Regions from separate parts of the Anser cygnoides genome. Here region 1 is linked to region 2. Evidence: chromatin contacts called from public Hi-C data. All regions are on one chromosome and are shown on one strand. The core of a region is the stretch at or near the end of the contact, and the rest is flanking DNA. Distances in the headings are between cores, read along the strand shown. Region 1 overlaps PRKCE (protein kinase C epsilon). Region 2 holds the start of PRKCE (protein kinase C epsilon).

What was found. A called contact is a pair of places that touch in the nucleus more often than the background predicts.
Region 1: a Hi-C map of liver shows a contact between it and region 2, with 1.8 times the contacts expected there. The contact joins the enhancer-like site here to the promoter of PRKCE in region 2. A contact is called at or near these places in 4 of 7 Hi-C or Micro-C datasets (granulosa cells and liver).

What each region holds. Positions count from the first base shown.
Region 1 is chr3:29,550,861-29,556,797 of Taihu_goose_T2T_genome, forward strand. The region is part of intron 1 of PRKCE (protein kinase C epsilon); the gene reads left to right. Among named protein-coding and RNA genes, the nearest start is that of PRKCE, 73 kb to the left of the region's middle. Within about 2 kb of position 2,256, at least 2 of the 3 cell types and tissues checked have open chromatin away from gene starts, as enhancers often do. A contact at or near this core is called in liver, where this site is marked.
Region 2 is chr3:29,478,622-29,484,831 of Taihu_goose_T2T_genome, forward strand. It overlaps PRKCE (protein kinase C epsilon), which reads left to right and starts at 2,264. Exons shown (of 16, transcript XM_013171109.3): 1 at 2,264-3,508. The coding sequence starts at 3,161. LOC106029796 (a long non-coding RNA gene) reads right to left here and starts at 1,821. Exons shown (of 3, transcript XR_007169170.2): 1 at 1,016-1,821.

The DNA.
Region 1 (5,937 bases), core at 1,006-3,505, 72 kb after region 2:
TTGAAGCTCCATCTGTATTAACTCAGACCTGTATTGCCAAGTTAGTCTGCTATCTACAATTTTGTGTGTTTCTGTTTTATTTATTTATTTATTTATTTTTAATCCACTGAAATACAGTGGAAGGAAATTGGATAATGGGAAGCATTCTGTATATTAACGGTTTCATTGTAAGTGGATTCCACTATGACAGTAAACCCTGGAAATAGAAAGATTTGTATTCTATAGCTAAGCATACTATGTATAAATGCACTATTAAGAATTAATTTCAGAGGGGATATATTTTCTATATCTGTTACACATAATTGTCTTATGAAATAATGAAATCCTTTTCCTCTTCCATTTCCTCATCATGAAAAATGATGAGCTCCCCACTCCTCTTTCATTTATGAGCCCTACTAGGAAAAAAGGCTTCTTTGCTTCTTCCCCCCCCCCATTTTCCTGTTAACGAATATTAGCTTTTACTTTATATTTTCCAGAAACTTTCATCCTTTGTCTTGTTGCTTAAATTTAATTAACTCTGAGAAAAAAACCTGCCGTCTCCACTTCATATGTGTTCTGTAATCAATTCTAATTTCTGTTCCAATCTCTGAAACTTCCCCCAGTGGGACGTCAGGGACCATATTTTGTAAGACATGAGGATAATGATTGCTGAGATATGCAAATTGAAGATTGGGTGTCATTTGCAAGCCAGGACTGGTGTTTTTTTTTGTTTGTTTGTTGTTGTTTTTTTTTAATACTCCTTGTGTGCGTGCATTTATGGGTTTCCTTGCTATTTTGAGACTGGTTTCTGATTTTTTCTACGTTGCAACATCTAACAGTAAGTATTCTGAAGTAGTCTGCCCTTACGTACTTGAATTAATTTTAGTTGAACTTCAAAAGAAAGAGGGCGATGTTCTGTTCCTCATTGTTTTGTGTTTTATGTTGTGTTTTGAAAGTTGTGAAGTTGTGCTAGAGTTTTAAAGGTGGTTCTGAATTCCAACAGAATTGTCAAAGATAAGTATGCTTATCCATTTTCAGGGGTTTGTACTAGGTGAATTAACAGGCTGTCCTTTTCATCCTAATCTGTTCTGTTGTTTGCAGTAGAATTTAAGAGACTTGAACTGAAATACTAGTGGTAAACTGAAATTTCTAAGATCTACTGATTTAGTTCTTTGGAAGTGGAATTTAAGCTGCTGAATGTTTGAGAAAAAGATCCGGAACTCCTGAAATGTGTTTGTTTGGTATTTCTCACTGTGTGGAATTGCTGCCCATATAAAGCTAAAAAATGAGCACCAGCAAAACTTTATTTATAAAAGATTATTTTTCAAGTACTTTCAAGATTACTTTCAAGTGCACACAATAATTCTGCATCAGTAATTATGTGCAGGTTTTAAAGCATGCTCGCGATGGAAGTGCTGGCTGATTGCAGCGCTGTGTAGCGTGGCATTTTGTATCAAACGGAACGCATTTCAGAATCAGACCCACATAATCCTTTGGATATCCACCAGGCTTTAGACAGTGCTGCTGCCTATGGTTGTTTTGGAGAAAATTCTCCAAATGCTCGCTCTCTGACTTGGCTCTTCTGTTCCTCACTGAAAAAGATGAAAATGCCTGCCATCTGTTTTCCCCTTCCGTCCACTCCGACACATTGTTTAAGGTTGTTTCTGGAGCTATTTCAGGGAGTCTGTACATACGGCTTTCTATTAGATGGAATCAATAATTGCTCTAGCAATAGCTGAATCCTTTTACCATCTCAGATGATTCTGGGAAATTTACGTTATCAAAAAGTCTGGTTCTTTTCTGTGGGATTATTGATATGTTTGTCATGGTGTTGTGAACAGCATATCCACAGTCTTGTTTCCAGAAAGCATTTATAATGTTTTCTGTTACAGGGAGCGTAATGTACTTTGCAAATATACGTAGATAAAAAGAAAAATAGGTAGAAATGTATGGAAGCTTCAACCCCAATGAATTACTTGTTTCGGTGTTGTTTTCAGATGTCAGCATTCAGAGTGAGAGCTGAATTTACCAAAAAGAACGGGCTAGGATCCTGTAGGTTACAAGCTGGACAAGTACATTTTCCAAAGTTTTTGCTGGGGAAGTTCAGCTGTGTGGTGCAGGTAGACTTTGCCCACTGAGCAAACAAAATTGAGACATTGACCGTGTACTTTCTTCTCTACTGTTGCCTGCCCCCATACCCCCCTTCTCCATTCCCCCAGTGCTTCCTGCACATGGTGTCTACCTGCAGCAGATCCTGTCTGGAAACCCTCACGTAGGGTGCAGCTGCTGCAGCTCCACGGCAGCAAATGTGATTACCTCACCGTAGAATGCCTTTTAGGGAGCAGTGTTATTGATTTCTGAATAATGGCCCTTTTATCTTTCACTTATTTTTCAGCTTTCAGCGATTGGCTTTTTCTTATTATTGCTCCCATGGACCTATTTCAAAACCAGAGCAATGTTTGTAGTTCAGCAGAAATAAATGGCAGGCAGCATCCTCTGTCTCTTCTATGAATAATGAATCAGCCAGGGAAGGACTTGGTCTGTAAAATCAGTAACTGTATTGATGGGAAGGACAGGAAGGAATTAAACACTTATAACTCTATGTAAACCTTCTTAATTGTGACAAACATCATTTTGTTGTTGTTTTTAAAGTATTTGAAGGCAGATTTTTGCACTGGAAAAAAAAGTGTAGGGTTTTTTAATTAGGCATTGATTAAATTTGCAGAAGTTAATTAACAGAGAAAAAACTTAAATGCATATATTCATCTTTCCATGGCTTTTCTACACCTACCAGAACTAAGCTGGGAGAGCTATTGCAGCTGCTAGCATCAGAAGCTCCTCTGCCATTCACTCGCATGAGCGTGGTCCCTTCCCACTGACAGCTAACTTAAATATTTTGCCCTAACTAGACTTCTAGGCTTCTCCGTACCCACCAGTAAGCAGCTTTCTTCTTCATCTCATCAGTCCCTCATTTGTATCTCCCCAAATGACTGTCGACCAAATACCCCTGAAGTTTTTCATCACAAAACGACCTTCTGACCTAAAGACCTTCTACTCTCTCCCAACTTTCAGTAGCCTACCTTTCTGCCTTTACGTGATGCTATGGTTTATACAAGTTGTGTTAAGCTGCACTGTATGGACCCCAATAATCTGAAGACTAACCTTCACAACCATATATTATCTTAACTTCCCTGTGAGACTTCCAGTAGAAATGACAGGTTGTAAGGATGACTTACAAGATACTGACATTTGCTATGTAGGATCTGAACTTGAACCGTCAGTATTCCTCATGGGTACTCACCACCACAGTAGTGAGAACTGTTTTCTTAACAACAGATATGTTTGGAGGTTTTGAGTGGAATTCTACTCCCTGACAAACACCTGTCTGATGTAATCTTGTGTTGGACATACTGTGAAAGAAGGCTGGTAGAGTAGGGAACTTGTCAGATGTCACTCCTCTATATAAATGTACTGAAAGTAAAACTATTAGTCTGAATAGTTTTTCCCTTCCAGCTACAAAAAATGTACGGCGCTGGTAAACTGGAGGGATTATGTTGTGGGTGGAGGATGGAAAGACAGAGCTGTTGTATGCTAGTGCTGGAAGTGGAGACCATAACCTCACGTAAGCTGGTTATGACAGTAGAGTTAACCCTGTCTGATAGTGTGCGTGGCGGTTTACAGAGTTCATGCTGTGTTTCTGATAGACCTGGAGGACAGCCTGTTAACCAAGGTGTGGTAGGTAGTGCTGCAAAAATTCTCTTGAGCTTTTGCTTATATTCAAAGCAGCAGCTGAAATCACATGAATAACACTGACATCTTGTGGGGTTAAAGTTAGGTCAGAATTTGACCTTATAAACTATTAATGCTTTTTCAACATTAGATCATTACAACATATGTAGTCAATGGTGAAGCAAGATGGACTTGAGTCATCGTGCACTTGAGATGGACTTGGGTGGGTGTGATTAGGAAAGATTTTACTTCTGATCCCATTGAGCAGCTTTATCATCCTGAGAATGTCCAACTGGGACATTTTTTCCTTTTGTAGAATTGAAAGAAATAGTACCTCATTGTGTGATTTCTAAGAGTAGCAATTGCTTGGGAAAAGTGATACATAAGATTTTTTATTATTATTATTATTTTTTTTAATTTAGTCTTTCTGTGCCTTGTGGCTGGATCACTGTGGAGTGCTGCAGCATTGGTGATGGTACAGGTGCATGGCAAAAATCTTCTGTTAAAGATTTAGAGGTGCATACAGCACAAAAGAGAGAAATATGCAGGGATTGTATTATCACAGGGTACTTCAATCTTTTACAACACTTCTCCAAAGAAAAACTTACTTCTGTGTCATAGCAATTCATCCTGTTTTTATCACAAGGTTCTTCGTGATAATTAGTAATGCAATTTTCCTGTCCTCTAAGAAGTATTTATTGAAGTGAACTAGAAGATCTGTCTAAACTTGGAGGTTAAAAGTTCTACAGAGTCAAAATTCTTTAGAAACTTCTAACTGATTCTCATGTAGTGGGGGCAGCAGTTTAAAAAAGGCAATAAATAATTTTTTTTTTAATCAAACGTAAGATGACTGCAATTTCAAGTCCTGAATGAAATGCAAAGCAGTTGAAAAGTGCACGGTAATTCTGAGCTGGTTACCTTCCACTGTAGCAGGTTTTATTTGTATTTTCATATTTGTATTTCTGTAAATTTTACTATATTTACTTTGATTAATCTAAGAATTATCCATTTAGTGTTAGTCCAATACTGAAAATTCAATTTGATATCACAAACACAAAAGGGGCCTGTAAACTTTCTTGTCTTTTGGGTAGTTCCCCAAGCAAGTCAGTTGTTCATATAAAAATAAAAGTAGATATTAAAGAAGGGTTTGAAGAATAACTTATTTCCATATGTAGAAAATAATAATAGTAATAACAAATAAAAAAAATTACAAAAATCAACCAACCAAACAACCAAAAATACAACAGGATGTCTTCTTTCCTGAGATGAATTAGTACTATAATAAATACAGATGAGATAATGCATTGATGTACACACTGCTGCTGACTGACACACGTACACACTCCTTTTGTACTTTGGATTGGTTTAGTGATATATTTTTTAGGATTTAAGTAGCTTCACATCAACTTTAGCAGAGCAGGAATAAGTACGCATTATTGAAATAGCCAGGCTTGCAGGAGTTAAGATGCGGTTTTAAAAGCTGCTTGTTCTTCTTCAGGCAGATCTTCAGTGAAATGAAAATTGGGATGAAAACGTTATTGCTACACAATAAGCCAGAGAATGTTTTATTGGAACAGCAAAGCTTAGAAGTATTGCAGTGGCTGTAAAGCATCAAATATACATAAATGCGTCAGTTGCTACAGATAAACGAAAGTACAGATATTTGCGTATGTCATGATTGATTTAGCACATGAAATTTTGAGGGAATGCAGAAAAAAGTACAGAGCATCAGATAATGTTACAGAAGTGTTAGCCAGTTTTAATTAGGGAGCATTCTTTATCTGTTCCAGCCTTGCTTGAGTGGCTGTTCAGGCTTTCAAGATTTTCCAGGCTTTTTTGTGGGGATTCTAATTTTGTTTTTCTGTCCTCGTTCCCTATGTTGCCATTTCTTACTGGTGGTGGGGTGGATTGGCCCCATACAGTGCTGAGGAGGCGAGGAGTTAAGTCCTGTCCCAAACTGCCAGACACCCCACAGCTGCTGCCAGCAATCCAACAATACTGCTTAATAGAGCAGCGGGAGCTTCTTGGGGGGAGTGTTAACAAGGCTAATTGGCAACACGTACTTCATTCCCAGCAGCTGGAGGGCATAAAGGAAGAGCACGAGGGGTCTCAGTGTGGAGTTGGTGCTGGGGGACAGGCAGGGAGCAGTACAAGCTAGGTTAAGTAGTTAGTGTCCTGCTTGCTGCACTGTCTCTGTCAGTATCTGCAGTGTGGCGAAGAGCTTTGTTG
Region 2 (6,210 bases), core at 1,014-3,513:
CCTAGCCAGTGTAAGGATGGAACGGTATGATCCTAAGTGAGTTTGCAAATCCTTATTCACGCAGGCAGTCTTACAAAAAATGATGTGTGAAACCAAACCTTAGCTTGTTTCAGTGCATGCAAAAGAGTAGATGGGTTAAATTAAACAGTAGGGCCTAGTTGTGTATGCAGTAGATTATATATGTAATTAAGCAAATATAAGATTTATTAATATTACTTTGTATATTGTGTTAATAGTCTGATTTATTCAGACTGTTGCAATATGCATGTGTGATCTTACGGAGACGTTAGGTTATTAAACTCACCATGGAGACTGTGTTTACTTAAATCTTACCTTGGGCATTCAAAATACACATAGTTGTTGGTCTCTTAAAAATAAACAGAAAAAAAATGAAACAGTGTATCAGCTCAGCTTTTATATCTTCCAATAGCTAAGAAAACAGAGCACATTGTTTAGGTTGCCTTTATTCAGAAACAACACAAACACATCCAGAGGAAATATTTAATTACAGTGTGTGTTCTTTCTCACACATTAAAATTAAGAGCATATAGCTCAATACATAGTAGATACATGCTAGGTTGTGAACAGGGGAGGGAAGGAGTAGGTGATTCTTGTATTTCTGAGGGGCCTGTGGATACAATCCTTTACAGAAGTAACGTAATAGATGAACCACAGCTGCTATGAGCCCAGGAAAGGCTGAATTGTGAAGGAAGACAGTTCCTGTAATTGGCTCCATATCACAGCTTTTTATCAAACGATTGTACTCGGGGATTGTCAAGATGATAATGAACATGGAGATTTTACTGTACTTCTGCTTTTACTAGTAGATTAAGTGGCAATAGGCACAAAAAGGCTTTCTTCCATTAATGTGAATGCTCTCATGACCCTTAGGCTTCATTAGTACCGTATCTTCTACCTGGAAACTACTGTGGAAGCACAGATACTGGAGCTATTTCTTCACCTCCAAATATAACACCTGCCTCCTGAGCCATTACCTGTAGAAATCCGTAATTACCTCATCTTTGCTCTCCACTCAGGAATGCCAGGTCCAGATCCAGGACTCGGTGCTAACCCTTTGTGTCCTCACCTGAGCGCATCCTGGCAGTAGGCTTCTTCTTTTCACGTTGCCTGAAATGCAGATGCAACCCCTTGAATAGCAGAGCTGGCCCTGGATTTTAATTCTGATATTAAAGTGAATTCAAAGTCTGTGCAAGGGCTAAGTCCATCCTGATGACTTTCTCACAAAAAGCTGGCAAGATCAGTAACTAAAAATAAACAAGGCAGCAGTATTTTTTCACTAGAGGAAACCAACTGGAGCCCACGTCTATGTACGTTTGTGCAGGGGAGGGGAAAGCTGCAGTTTCCTGGTTATTCCATGCAGTAGTCAGCACCATGGCGATGAACATGACTGAAATCTTACGCGATAAGCTCGATAACAAGGCACGTACACCCTTTTAGAAGACACCCCCGTTCCTTTCCGCATCTTCCACGCCCAGCAGCGACGATTCCCCGCGCTGTTTCCCCTCAGCGAGGCCGGGGCGGGGGGAAGGCAGGTGACCCGCAGCCCCGCTGGGTCGGGCCGGGCCGGGCCGGGCCGGGCCGCCACCTCCCGACAGCGCCTCCCGGCCTCGGCCCGGGCGGCCTGAGGCCACTTCCCCGGCGGCTCACACCGCGGGGGAGCCCCGCCTGCCGCCGGGCCCCGCTGAGGCAGCGGGGCCGTGAGGGGACGGAGCGGCGGGGGTCGGGGCCGGGGCGCGGCGGGGAGGTCGCCGGAGGGCGGCGCTGTGAGGGAGAGGGACGGCGGGGCCCGGCCGGGGGCGGGCGGAAAACCCGCGGGGAGCAGCGAGGCGGGGAGGAAGGAGGAGGAGGAGGAGGAGGGGGGCGGTCGGGTGCTTGAATAAAATCTGAGGGGCTCGGGAGGAAGGCGGACGGGGATGGCGTGTGTGTGTTTTTCTTCCTACGCCACTTTTATCCCGTGAGGGGGACGAGGGAAGGAAATACAACAACAACAGCGACAATAACAAAACTATAAATGATAATAAAGCTGTAAGTGCGCGGAGGCCGGCCCAGAGGAAGACGAGGGCTGAGGAAAGGCGGGCGCAGCCGAGGACCCCCGCGGGCCGCGCTGCTCCCCCCGCCGGCCAAAGTTTGGGCGCACAGCCGCTGGCACGCTCCCCTCGCACACTCTCACACACACACACACACACACACACTCCCTCGCTCACACACACACACACACTCGCACACTGACGTCTTTTGCGCATTTCCTGCACGGGAGCGAGCGGCGGAGCGGCGGCGGGAGGCGGGGAGGGAAGGACGGACGGAGGGAGGGAGGGAGGGAGGGAGGGAGGCGGCGGCTCTGCCCATCGCCAGGGCGGCGGCCGCCCAGCCGGAGCCCGCCGAGCCCCGCTCCGCACCGCTCCGCGCCCCATGCGCGGGGGTGGCCGCGCTGGGTCCCCGGCCTTGGCGGAGGACGAGGAGGAGGAGGAGGCGCGGGGGCTGCTGCCGGTGCTGCTGCTGCTGCCGCCGCTGCTGCGGGCTGCGGCGCGGATGGAAGGTCCCCGGGTGGATGGCTGCTGCTGCTGCTGCTGAGCGGAGGCTGTGCCGTAGGCAGGGCTGGGGGGGCGGCCGGTGCTGGTGATTCGTGCGGGTGTTTGTGTGTGTGCGTGGAGTGGTGCGGTGCCGCTCCGGGGCAGGGCTGGCGTGTGCGGGAGCCTCGGGTCGCGGCGCTGCCTCCCTCGCACGGCCCGAGCCGGGATTATGGTCTAGGAGGAGGGAGGAGGCTTTCGCTCGCCCCCCGGCTCTGCCCTGCCCGGGTTTTGGGGGGGTTTCTGCAGCCGCCGACGCCTCCCCCTCCCCTGCGGCCCCCCTCCCTTGTTTTCCGTTAGAAACACGGGCGAGAAAATAAATGCATTCACTGGGTGTCGCAAGAGCAAAGGCTAAATAACCAGAGGTAGCGGCACGGCGAGGGTCGGAGCCGCGCTGCGTCCCGCTCCCCCCCTCAGACCTGCCCCCCTATTTATTGGCGAGACCTCCTTCCCTGCTCCCCTCCTTCTCTCCCTCCCTCCTTCCCTCCCTCCCTCCCTCCCTCCTTCCCTCCCTCTCTGTGCGAGCGCGTTGTGCGAGTGTTTGATCCCAGGAAAAGTGCAGCCGTCCAGCCATGGTGGTTTTCAATGGCTTGCTGAAAATCAAGATCTGCGAGGCGGTGAATCTGAAACCCACGGCGTGGTCACTGAGGCATGCGGTGGGTCCCAGGCCACAGACCTTTCTGCTGGACCCTTACATAGCCCTCAATGTGGACGACTCCAGGATCGGGCAGACCTCCACCAAGCAGAAGACCAACAGTCCCGCTTGGAACGATGAATTTGTCACCGATGTTTGCAACGGCAGGAAGATAGAGATGGCTGTTTTCCACGATGCCCCCATCGGGTACGACGATTTTGTAGCTAACTGCACTATCCAGTTTGAGGACTTGCTGCAGAACGGGAGCCGCCACTTTGAGGACTGGGTGAGTGTTGGCGCCGCAGATACGGACGTGTGCACATGATGTTCAGTGGCACCGCTCTGGGTGCAACATCTGTATTGCAGAGCTAGGTTGCCAAGGGCATGTAATGGCTCTGGAGGCTTTTCATTATTTCCACGCTTTGTTATACTGAGATAGTCATGGTTGTGGTGCATCTAATGCATGTGGTCCACAGACACAGGAAGAAAGAAAAATAGGGTGCATCTAAGTAAGAGATGTGTAATTACCACTTCAGGTTCTGAAATTATGTTACATAAACACAAGTCCTGTTGTCTTATTGTGTTTGAAACCCGCCGACCAAATACATCTGTACAGAGCATCACTGCAAAACCCAGAGCCAGCTCTTAGACCGAGTTCTTTGCTTCAGTGTGAACTGACGAAGCCATGACGAGGTCATGACAAGCCTTAAAAATGCAGGTCTGACCTCTGATCCGAGATGATTTGGGGTCCTCGTATCGCTTGGAAGCTGACTGCAACGATGCTGATGCTCCTTCTTCCCCTAGATGGTCTGGACCTTTGTGCATAGACCTAATGCAGTGCTTCTTCAAATGCCTGAAATTGATAAAAGGGTTCTGGTGGATTTTGGCCACAACCAGGCAAATTCTGCTGCCTGCATGCACAATGTGTTTAACAGCTTCTACTGCATCTTAAAGACCCAGAGGCTAACGTGCCTCAGTGGGGGTGCAAAAAAGCTGGAAAATCCTTGGTCTGACAACCTCAGGTGCTGTGATTTAACACTGGAAAATAAAACAAAAAGAAGCACAGGAAACATGAATATGCACATTTCTGCAGTTAAACGGTTAAATGGTATATTCTTTATATCAGACGTGCAATAGAATGATGTTAGCTGTCTTCTGATTTTTAAATGTGCCCTGCTTGACCAGCCGTCTGAAATGTTTATGCTTGTCTTTTCGTGTTTATTTATTATGGTCAAAGATACTAGGCAGGGGAATGTTTTGTTGGCAAACAAAGAACCCAGGACCAAAGTGAAAACAGCAAGAGTTAACAGCTCAGAGTTTCATGTATCCTTTGGAGCTTCTTTACTTAAAGCAGTGCTAGAAAGAGATATCAGAACAATGGAAAGGCGTGAAAGAATTGTGCTCTGTTTATGCTGATTAAGAGCTGAATAACTTTACTGTTACAACTTTAATGTTTACGAATTTAAAATATTGCCCACTTCTGCTAGGTATGTTACATCGTGACAATTAAGATCTAGATTATTCTGATGCTCAATAGAAGCTACATGTTAGTAAGCTTGGATTGTAAAACTGGGCAATAGGCAAAGAAAAAAATTGCCAAATCAGGAAAAGACAAATGCAGCAGTATTGCAGATGTCTTTTACCTGGATTGAATGATAATCAAGTAGTGGTCCTTCTGTAAACACTGGGTGCTTCATCTTTGAGGCCAATGGGACGAGGATGTCATCACAGATTTTTAGTGAAGGAATAATTACATATGTTCTTTCTGTGTATGGTACCCGTTCAGAGTTTGTTGCCAGATCTGGAAGGACCTTGCAGGTTACAGATGCCAAGTTTGATTTTTGGTGGGCTGGTGTGTGAGGGTACATCCTGACTCTGATTTTTAAGGTGAACTCAAAACGTCCAAACATGTTCCCTAGATAAATAGTGGAATTTAACAGATTGAGGCCCTCTGTAAACACAATCTGGAAGGAACTACATAGCTGAATCAGATAAATGCTGTATTTTACTGCACCAGGATTCATTGCTGTCCAGCATTTACTGGGTGGGAGGAGACAAGGGAGTGACTACAGTAGTTGTCTGTTGATGTGACAGAGTTGAGTAGATGGCTCTGGGTCCTAATTGGTTAGCTCATTGTAATACGGTTTCTGAAGCATCGTTTACTTCTTGTTTGTGTGTGTGCTGTAAGTCTCCATAGTGTGGATTGTGTTTGTGCAGTGCATGTAATGCATAGAGAACACCACCCTATCACAGTTGGAGTTGGGGGGCAGGCATTTATGGGATTGTTCTTTACCTTTTCACAAATCTTCCAATTTACTGAATATGTCATTTTTTATTGTAATACTGACTGTGTTTATTGGATTGTTAATAGGTAGGGACCCTCAGAGAACTGGTCTTTACAAAATCACATTGTTTTTTCATCTGATTTCACTGAGTTAAATCGAGGCCTGTGGCCATAGCATCTCTATAGAGTGTATAGTGAAGCACATAGATTTATTGGTATCTTCATCAGTGTCTGGAGTCTGTATGAAAACTTGCAAAAAAAAGAAGTCTTCTCTGAAACAAAGTAGTTGAATGGCTTTCACAGGATGAGGAAAATGCACATGGCCTAAACCAACATAAGACTAAGACTGGGCACATCACAGTCAGTTTGTTCTGTTTAATAAGAGGGCTAATTCCTTCATTTCACTCTTGGCATTTAAGCCAGATATTTTTCTAGTACTCTTCCTCAACTTTATAGCAAGCAAATTAAAAGCAGCTATCACAGGAGCTCAATCCTCCTTGCCTGAAATATCAATTGCAACCTAAGAAACACTCCTGGAGACTATAAAGCATTTTTATGCCATTCTGAGGGCGTCCCTTCAAGGAGTCCCAAAAGTTGGAATGGGGAACCACACACTTGTTGAGTATATTCAATGTAATTGCATTGCTGCCCCTTTTTACCTTCAGAATGATGCAACAGTTCTTGCAGGATTGGACTGTCACTAT